2 separate regions of the Pan troglodytes genome follow, and region 1 is linked to region 2. The links are chromatin contacts, called in public capture Hi-C maps. All regions are on one chromosome and are shown on one strand. The core of a region is the stretch at or near the end of the contact, and the rest is flanking DNA. Distances in the headings are between cores, read along the strand shown.

Region 1 (4,974 bases), core at 1,431-3,930, 850 kb after region 2:
CCCGAGAGCCAGCAGATTCATCCGAAGGTCCTGACCTGTGTGAAGCTTCTCCTGGCCTGTAAACACATCAGAATGACATTAGCCGTGTATTTACAAAGTATGCCCTGAGTGCGTCCATTATGCCTGGTCTAATGGAACTGCATTCCTCTAAGTGCTTTTTAAGTTGTGTAGACAGCATAGCCAATATCCCTTCAGGGTACTCGGATGCTTGACTGCCCTAAACAGCAAGCTAGCCCCCACCAACCCAGGGCGATGCTAAACTGCTCTGAGATCTACTGAGACAGGAGGCACTGCCCCAGTTTGTCTTCTGTCACCATCTTTCCCATTTGTCTGAGCCTCTGATATCCTTGTTTATTCAACTTTCCTAAGCAGAGAACAAACTAGTGTCATCATTCTTCCAGGTGATTTCCATCAGTTGACTATCTCCCATCCACACACAATGTGCCAAACACCTCACCTGCGCTTTCTCATTTACTCTGTCCTCCACTCCAACCCAGTGAGTTAAGTACTATTACTAGCAACATCATACCATGAGAAAACTGAGAATTACGAGGTTTAAATAATTAGGCCCAAGGTTACAGAGCTAGGAAGTGGTGGAACTTGAACAAGTTCCCTCTGAAGTTTAAGCTATACTCTCCTTCCTCTTGTATTTCATAGACCCCTGGAACTCCAAAGGAGCATTAGAACCACGTCGTCTTCACTTTTCAAGAGGGGTTTTAACTAGTTAAAGTTAAACAGCTCATGGTTGGCAAAGTATGACTCCATTCAGATCTCTTGCCTCAGGACTGCTCTAGGCCCCTGAAGAAACTCTCACCTGATTTCATTAAATGAAAAGATCTAAAGACTTAAGAGGGTCAATTGGGGTGTGTATAAGTGTTAGCCAGCAGCAATCAAAATACAATTATTGTATAATCCTAATTCATTAAAAATAAAAATTCTCTTCATCATCTACTTGTTTTTCCTTAGCTATTAATATTTCACAAAGTCATTCATTTTGAACATTTTCCCTTTCTTGTGACGTTAATTATCTAACCAAGATCCTCTACCTTCATTAAAATCAGCAGGGTTTCCAGTAAGTGATAATGGACTTGATATTTTTCTAAGTATAAGTTTATGTGTATGCATATGTATATTTATATATCCATATGCATATATGGATATAGAAATAGTATTTTCACATCTAGAACAGAAAATTGGCCAATATTTGAAATACAAATGCCTTTACATTTAGGCACAAAAATATCTTATACTAATAATAATAGTAATATTTAAGCAGAGTGTTTGACCTGCAAATATTCTCATTGAGTATTTGCGGAACAAATAAACTTGGCGAGCATCCCTTCTGATTAAAAATAGGATTCTAATTTGTAAAATTTTAACTTGCATTTAGTCACTGGGCTTTTAGTTGTGACTGATAATACATCAATTATATGTAAAATATCCTAAAGCTTCTGATGTGCGAGCAAAAACAGGTCTAAAACACTGGAAAGAGACAAAACTTTCTGGAAAAAAAGACGTTCAGATATTCTTGAGAAATACTTTGAGGCTTAAAAAAAATGACAACATATTCAGAAAGATAAAGCAGGAACTACATCATTTTACCAAGATAAAGTGAAATAGACCAATGGATTTGATCCCACTATATTAGTAGTGCAATGTGAGGACAAGAGAAATTCACTGTCATCTACCTGTCCCAGAAGACACCAGCAAATGCATACTTAGAATCTTACACTATTTCAGGGAGTCCAGTTAATCAACCCTTCCAGTTAATCAACACTTCCAGCCCATAGGAGTATGTGTGTGTGTGTATGTGTATATATATATATATATATATATATATATATATATACATATGTCTTGTGTTTTTAGATTATCTTTCTTTTAAACTTTGTGCATTGGAAAGTTCTGTGAGAGCCCAAATTTCATAGCCTCCAGATAAACCTAACACTGAGCCCTAGATCCTAGGTCAATATTGACATATGCTGTTGCTGAGCTCCAACAGAAAAGATAAAGATGGTTTATATCCAAGTCTGACACCACAACAAACCACATCTTTTCCTAGTGGCATTCCAACAAACTAGAATCATCATGATGCAATCAGAGAAGCACTGTTTATTAATAAATGCTTTTATCACTGTTTTCTCATGTGGCAGGTCAATATAAAAAGCAGCATAAAAATAAATTAGCTAAGGATATGAGATCTTCCTTTCAGAAATAATATTCCACAGAAGGTTTAATGTCTGCCACTCAACTCAGGGCTGAATCCCTCAGGTCTCTCCCACACTGAGGGAGCCATATCTGCCCTGCAGGGGAGCTTGCTCTTCTGGTGAAAGAATGCTTCCCAGGCCTTGCAGTTTCAAAACTGACTTAGGGAATGTGTTTGATAAGATAGCAGATCATCTGCTCAGGCAAGGTGTAAAGCAAGTAGCAGCAGACCAAAAACTGAAATGAAACTTGCCCCATCACCGTGAAGCAAAACATGTGTCAGCTAAGCACCTTGGGACTCAGTAAATGGCCCTGCACCTAGAGCATTTACAAATGCAGCAACTTTCTCACTGCACTTTCAAATGGGAGAGTTTCCTGATCCCTCTCGCTGGATGTGCAACAGGGTTATGGCTTGCCTGTTCAGTCGCTCAAGCCCCTTGTGGGAGGGGGAGCACGCAGATGGGCAGGTGCAGAGGCCAGGGTGAGCGCTTTGGGCTCCGGCCCCATGGTAGTGTCTAGGGGTGGGTGCCTGCAACCTCAGTGTTACAATGCTGTCTTAGCCTTGCTGTCCGTAGGTGACTTTTTTGCAAGGGCAGAGGGCCAGTGTGACAGTTTCTGTATCCCCAGCTGTTGCCCAAGGTCCCAGAAGAATTGGGTCACGCACGGACTTGAGGGATGAATGCAAGGTTTTATTGAGTGTTGGAGGTGGCTCTCAGCAGGATGGATGAGGAGCCAGAAGGGAGAGATGGAGTGGGAAGGTGATCTTCCCTTGGTGTTGGGTCATCCAGTGGCTGAATTCCTCTCCAGCCACCCCTGGCCAAACTCCTCTCAGCATTCAGGCATTCCTTCTCTTCTCTCTGTCTCTGCTGTGTTGTTCCACTGTTTGTCTGCTTGTCTCATCTCCTTGTCTGCTGGTCTCCTCTGGAGCCTGGGGTTTGGGGTTGATATAGGTACAGGATAGGGGGCATGGTGGGCCAAAAGGCAATGATTTGGGCCTGAAAACAGGAATGCCTGTTCTCATTTAGGGCCATGGGTATCCAGGCTTGAGGGTGGGGCCTTTGCCAGGGAACCACCCTCTTCTACCCAGTATTTCCCTGTCTCCTGTTTGTATCACTTTGAAGGGGACAAACCATGTGTTGGACACTGGCTGTGACACTGGCGTGCTGTCCATGAAGCTCTTTCATTCCTTCATATATACTAAGCTCTCCAGAAAATGTCAAGGCACAGAAGATGCCAAAAAATTGTCCTGCAAGGTCCTTACCAAGCTTTTCTTTATCCTATCTTCGTGACTCCAATCACATCAACCTCTCTCTCCCGAAACCCTCAAATGACTTTGGACCTGAGATATTTGCATTTACCTTTTCTGCTTCACCCTATTTATTGTCCTTGTGCATGTGTGGTCTTTTGTCATCTCCTGGTCACCCCCCTCTACTCACAGGGCTTCAGGTATCAGCCTCCAGTTCTCATTTGGGCAAGCCCTGCTAATCAGCCCTCTCAGGGTTCATTGTAGGGCTTTGGTCTGAGAGATAGGACGAGGTGTTGGTTTATCCCACTAGGCTTGAGCCCTGGAGGAATTGTCCCCAAAGAGCCTGAGAATGAAGACAATGCAGGGAGGACGACAGTGCCCAACTGAGAGACAGAGAAATATTGAGATCTGGTGGCTTATTGTCAGGCCTGAAGTTAGCTTGAAACTTTAACAGAAGTTAAGAGACAGTCAATTCCTATGTTTTGCCTAAGCCAATTCTAGCTGAGTTTTCTTTTGTTGCAATTGAAGCATCTCACTGATATATGTGTGCCATATTTTCTCAGCATATTTTAACCTCCTCAAAGACAGAACCCTGTTAAGTGCTCTCCCATAGCCTTAGTCTGATACAAAGTACATGGTAGTTATTCAAAAATGTGTTGCTTCATCTGTCTTCTGGATTGTTCTATTCCATTTAGTACTGAAACTAGAAAGCAGGCATAAATTTATAATGCCCATGGCAAACCCACTTTGTGGCTACAGTGAGTCCGGTGCTCCCCAAGTCAGGCACCGATTCTGAATTCTCAACATCCTACCTAATGCTGGCCACTCCTACCTCTTTACCATGTTATTCAAAACTCACAATCCAAATTGGGATTGACATAAACAAATGATCATATTTCTATTTTGAAGTCACTTTATATTTTATTTATATGTATATATGTATATTAATATTTTCTTTATAAGTATATTTTCTTTATATGTATAATATTTTCTTTATATGTATATGTGAACCCCAAAATAAAGACACATAGGGATTTCCTATAAAATTCTGGCCCTATAATCACTTCTTTTCACAGATGGGACAGTTGTAAACCCAAATTCCCACGAATTTCACCAGATAATGTGTTTCATTAAATTTTGCCCCATAGAATAATGCATTTACTCCAAATTCCAGGACAATTCAATATGCATAAAGCACTCTTTCTACAAATATAAATTAAGGAGTTAATAAATAAATATATATTTATTTATGATTATATTTTTATATATAAATATATATAACTATATATACATATATGTGTATATATACATATATAATGTGTGTTTGTGTGGGTGTGTAGATGGTAGATGGCCACTGAGATGACCACAGGGTCTCCTTAATCAGAAAAGCAAACCATTCACTTTGACCATATTCAAAACCCACTGGAGCCTACTGCATTATGAGTTGTTTTTCAGTTTGTCTGAAGCCACAGCCCTTCACTGAACATCCTCGCTTTGGCCATCTTTGTAAAATGTCACTTTGG
Region 2 (5,395 bases), core at 2,329-4,828:
GGGTCGCAGATGTGCTGGGCCCATTCAGACCTTGGGGAGAGGACTCAGCACTTCCAAGTCCCAGTTCCCCAGGGAAGGCTTGGCTCTGGTGACAGAGAGTGGGCTCCTTCTGAAGCATTCTGTTTCATCTTTTTCAGTTGCTTTCCTAACCCATGTCATGCAGACTCTTGATTAATAAAAGCTGGCACTTAAGGATATCAACTATCCATAGGCAATTTAAGCAAAAATCCCAGGAGGTGGGGTGAGTGGGTCAAACCTGGGAGAAAGGTGTGGGTGGTAGAACCTGGAGAGAAGGGACAAAGACTCTCCTTTGACCAAAACTTTGTTTAGCCTTTTGAGTCCTTTCTGACTAGGCGGACCTCAACCTTCCCTTTTTGTCTTTGTAGAATCCAGTTTGAGCAAGAACCTGCCAAGTGAATTAAGCAACAACCCCCTACCCTTGGTATCTGTCCTTATCCCTTACCCTCTATATCTTATCACCCTGGACTGTCTTCCGCAATAATCCTATCAAGACAATTTAGCCAGAAATCCCCTTTCCTCGGCGATTTTTCCTTAGTAACTTTTCATCCATTTGCTTTTTGGCTATAAATCCCCACTTGTCCTTGTTAGAGTCAGGTTCAAGCTCAGTCTCTTTTCTCCACTGCAAGACCTCATTGCAGTGGTCCCTATATAACATCCTAGACAAGTGTTAAAGACACTTATCTAGGATATTATATATTAAACTTTTTTTTTTGAGATGGAGTCTCGCTCTGTCACCCAGGCTAGAGTGCAGTGGCACGATCTTGGTTCACTGCAACCTCTGCCTCCCAGGTTCAAGTGATTCTCCTGCCTCAGCCTCATGAGTAGCTGGGACTACAGGCACCCGCCACCATTCCTGGCTAATTTTTGTACTTTTAGTAGAGATGGGATTTCACCGTGTTGGCCAGGCTGGTCTCGAACTCCTGACCTCAAGTGATGCACTCACCTCGGCCTCCCAAAGTGCTGGGATTACAGGTGTGAGCTGAGGTGCCCTTTCTTTCTCTCTTCTTTCTTTCTTTCTTTCTTTCTTCTTTCTTTCTTCTTTTCTCTTTCTCTCTCTCTCTCTCTTTCCTTTCCTTCCTTCCTTATTATTTTTTTTTTTTAGACGAAGTCTTGCTCTGTTGCCCAGGCTGGAGTGCAATGGTGCGATCTTGGCTCACTGCAACCTCTGCCTCCCATGTTCAAGTGATTCTCCTGCCTCAGCCTCCCAAGTAGCTGGGATTACAGGCACCCGCCATCATGCCTGGCTAATTTTTTGGTATTTTTGTAGAAATGGGATTTCACCATGTTGGTCAGGCTGGTCTTGAACTCCTGACCTCAGGTGATCCACCTGCCTCGGCCTCCCAAAGTGCCAGGATTACAGGCGTGAGCCACCACACCTGGCCCAAACTTTTTCTTTCGCAGTGGAAGCTGGGAGGAAGGTGAGGAGAGGTGGAGTGAAGCTGAGTGGAATTGTAGGGTAGGTTGATCTTGACCAGTGGAGCTACGACTGCTGAGTGATACCGCTTGGAGTTTTTTTGTGAACCTAGGTTCTGCCTGGCTCTCCTGTCCACTCTGATGGAGGCACCTGTGGTTCCCAGGATAGGTTATTCTTTCCAGTGGACCGTATTAGCTGTGAATGTGTTTGCACAGATCTCCAGAAGCAAATACTTGGGAAAGAAGCCTCAGTCAGCTGCAGAGAATTTTGCTTCTTACCACCAACCTGGACTTGCAGGTAGGAAGTTGGCCTGGGGTCAAGCCCAGCTGTGGAGGAAATTGCATTACAGCTGCAGCCCGATTGGACTGATGAAAGTGCAGACCATGGTGGATGACAGGGTCTCGCTGAAAACCAGTGTTGACAGGGTGTGGCTAGTTTCTGTTTAACAGATAGTGTCGCAAATCTGTGTGCATCGATTGATTCATGCATATTTAATGTTGAATGTTACGAGTATGGAAGGGTTTCTTTTGGAAATTGGTGCATCACAGATGTTGTATCGTCCAGTCTCCTCATTTTGCTGGTGAGGAAATTGAGGCTTGGAGAGAGTAGGATGATGTCTTGGAGTTTCACAGCCAGGTAGCTGCTGAGTTACTCAGAGACCTGGAACTCTTGGCCAGTACCCCTAGGAGGGAGCATGTGGCAGATTTGAGACATGAGTGAAGGGCCATGGGTGAGCCTCTTCAGCTTCCTGTGCCTCAGGTTCCCATCTTGTAAAATAAAGGAGTTGTGCTAGGGTTTCATCTCTTAGACATCAGCTCTAACATTCTACGATCCTCCCTGTACACATGCTGGCTTTTCCATTTTCAATTATTCTAAACCACGATTGTTTGACTGATTCCTTAAAATCAAATACTGCTGAGTGCCATTACTTTCATTTGCCCATCATTAAAATCTAAAGGACAATTTCTTAGTTGATTTCAAAATGATCCATTATGTAACAAGGACAAAAGTTAAAACTTGCCATAGGTCCAATTAATTATGTAAACTATCAGTTGACAAAACAGCAGCTAATGGAAATATTTTGCCTAATAATCTCCAAGTTACCATTATGTTAAGAGCAGTAGCAAGTGTGGCACATGTGGCTCACCTAAATAGGTGTAAAATATACACACCTTATATGAATGAATTAGTCATAGCAAAACACAAACAACGGACATTGGAAAGTGAGTTTCAAATGCAAGGCAGTCCTCAGGCTCCCATATTAATTAATTTTGCTTTGTCTTTTATGGCATTAGAGATTCACTGTTATACATGGCATACTTTTGTAACTTAATCCAATTACAAAGATCTTGAAAGGAGATTCTATTAGCTCCCTTGACCACCCATTTCAGGATTGTAACAGTTTTGCTTACCTGGGCTCTCAGTATAACTGAGGCTCATTTGATTATCACTCTACCCATGGGTGGATACTCAGGGTTGTTCAGAACCAGGAAGGCTGGTAGGAGTTGCAGAATTTATTTAGCCTCAGGTCTTTGGTGTTGCTGAATCAACCCAGATTTGTAGTAAACTCTAAGAGGCAGGTTAGCACTGGGCACTTGGGAACAGAACCCCTATGGACAAGGAGCAACAGACGATACTGGTGAGATGGCAGGCATAACAGGGTTAAAGACCTAATGGAGACCCCTAACGAGGCATTCAGCTGGATCTACATTAGCTCTGGAGGCAACCACCAGGACCACTTTGGACCTTATGCGTTTTATACCATGTGAATGTATTTCTATTAATATAAGTAAAATAATTTTAAGAAAAAGAAGGAAAGGGCATGCCCACCTGCTCTGTCATGCTGTTTGTCTCTGGCAGAGAGGCAGGTGCTCTGGAAGGAGCTGGCAGCCTGTGATGACCTAGAATGGCCACTTGGTGGCAGTGTTTCACTTTAATTGGCCCAAGGCAACCCGACCTGGTTTTATGAACTTCTCGCTGCGGATTTCTGGGACCCGCCCTCAAGGTTCAATTTATAGGCCTCGAGTGAAGATGCAAAATAGGATCCTGAGTGGAAAGTAATGGCTGTAACAGATATCCTCTGGCTCCTCCCTGTCTTCTTTCCCATTAGAACATCTCCCATCTAAGAGCTGCTTAGCAGGAGACAGGGGTCAATATCACAGAGGCCGGATCAGAGGCAGAAGCTGGGCTGCTTTAGGTCTGACACCGTGTGAGGGACCTGAAGGCAAGGAGCGTGGCTGCATCTGCCAGGCACGGGTGCTCAGGGGTGCTGCGAGTCCCCCAGGCCAAGGACGGGGCGTGCATTCATGGAGAGTGTTTGGCTGTCTTCTTTCCCGTGCTGGCGCGTTTCCAGGGGCCCACTCTTTCTGAGGGGTCTCTCAGGGAGGGCGTGGCTGTGAAAAGTGAGAGAGGAAGCCGCAGGGATGTCACCTTCGGCCGGTTACAAAGCCCTTCTGGGCCACGTTCTCCTTTGTGGGATTGGGACGTTGATCCACTTCAGAGGCTCCCAGGCCCCCAGTTCAGGGCTGTCCCAGAATCACCGGAGGAATAAATTAACACAGATTCCGGGGCCCCGCCACTGCTCAATCTATTCTATGGGTCTAGTTGGGAGCCCCGGAATCTGTGGGTTTAATAAACCCCAGAAGAACCCAATGAAGTTTGGAATCCAATGGTTAGGGGTGCTTTTTTGGATTCCTTCTAAGTGAGAAATTGTGACTGTGGAAGTGATGACTCACTGTGAAGCACACGGGCCCTGAAATCCACCCCTTCAAGCTGTTGATCTTTGTATGCATTTATTTCCTCAAGATGTTGCTGGCTCTTCCCGGGCCGGGAAGCAGATGCTGTGCCCGGTAAGGCCCGTCCTTCCAGTCCAGCCTTTACCACCCATGCGGAGTGAGGGTGAGGGCTCCAAAGGTGCTTTTGACCCTAATGTCATAACCATGGGGGTGGACACAGATGTAAACTCGAAACTCTTCTTATTATTGAAAAATGTAAATATATACAAAAGTAAAGAGAATAGTATAATGAATCCTTATTTATCCACTACTTAGATTCAACAATTATCAAGATTTTGCCACATAGCTCTTATTCACATGCCAAGGGGGAGAAAAGAAGATTTTGCTATAGAAAAATTATCATACTTTCATTTTTTGTGTTTGTCTTTGCTGAAATTTTCGCTTGAAAAAGGCAAATATCCAGGTTTCTAGTCATTTCCGCCTACACGGGGCATTTCTTCTGTGCCTTTATTACATGTTAATAATAACTTCTCAGGCCGGGCATGGTGGCTCATACCTGCAATCCCAGGATTTTGGGAGGCTGAGGCTGGAGGATTTCTTAAGCCCAGGAGTTCAAGACCAGCCTGGGCAACATAGTAAAACCCCATCTCAATAAAGATATTTTTAAAAATATTAAAATTGTTTTTTAAAAGAGAAAATAAATAATAACTTCTCAATATCATATAATTCTGACCCATACTCAAATTCCTCCAGAATTAGCTCAAAAATGTCTTTTGACATTTGATTTGAGGTCTAGGCTTCTGAGGTTATCTCCTAATGTCTCCCAATACATGCATTTGCAAAGATGCATTGAAGGGGTTGGACATTTAAAACATAGCACAACTTTTTAGCCTGAAACACACACAGAGCCCTGCAGAAAAGTGAAGTTGAGATCCTCACAGGTTCTGAGTTAGAGGGGCCTTGGAGATTATTCAGCTCACCCTTTCCTCAGTACTGGAGTCCTTTGATAGGATCAGGACTACTGTACATTTGGTATTGAAATTGCTCTTGCAAAATTATGACGGTAAGAAATCTAAGGCCAGGCGCAGTGGCTCACGCCTGTAATCCCAGCACTTTGGGAGGCTGAGGTGGGCGGATCACCTGAGGTTGGGAGTTTGAGACCAGCCTGACCAACATGGAGAAACCCCATCTCTACTAAAAATACAAAATTTTCTGGGTGTGGTGG

The links. Capture Hi-C pulls out chosen DNA fragments and counts their contacts.
Region 1: a contact with region 2 is called in a capture Hi-C map of stem cell-derived neural stem cells, with 4 times the contacts expected there. The contact joins two enhancer-like sites. A contact is called at or near these places in 4 of 7 Hi-C or Micro-C datasets (blood, induced pluripotent stem cells and stem cell-derived neural progenitor cells) and 1 of 1 other capture datasets (stem cell-derived neural stem cells).

Annotation. Positions count from the first base shown.
Region 1 is chr11:75,707,726-75,712,699 of NHGRI_mPanTro3-v2.0_pri, forward strand. The region is part of intron 2 of LOC104007909 (a long non-coding RNA gene); the gene reads right to left. Among named protein-coding and RNA genes, the nearest start is that of AGTPBP1, 480 kb to the right of the region's middle. Within about 2 kb of position 2,681, at least 2 of the 24 cell types and tissues checked have an H3K27ac peak or open chromatin away from gene starts, as enhancers often do. A contact at or near this core is called in stem cell-derived neural stem cells, where this site is marked.
Region 2 is chr11:74,858,628-74,864,022 of NHGRI_mPanTro3-v2.0_pri, forward strand. No RefSeq gene overlaps it. Among named protein-coding and RNA genes, the nearest start is that of SLC28A3, 57 kb to the left of the region's middle. Within about 2 kb of position 3,579, at least 9 of the 24 cell types and tissues checked have an H3K27ac peak or open chromatin away from gene starts, as enhancers often do. A contact at or near this core is called in stem cell-derived neural stem cells, where this site is marked.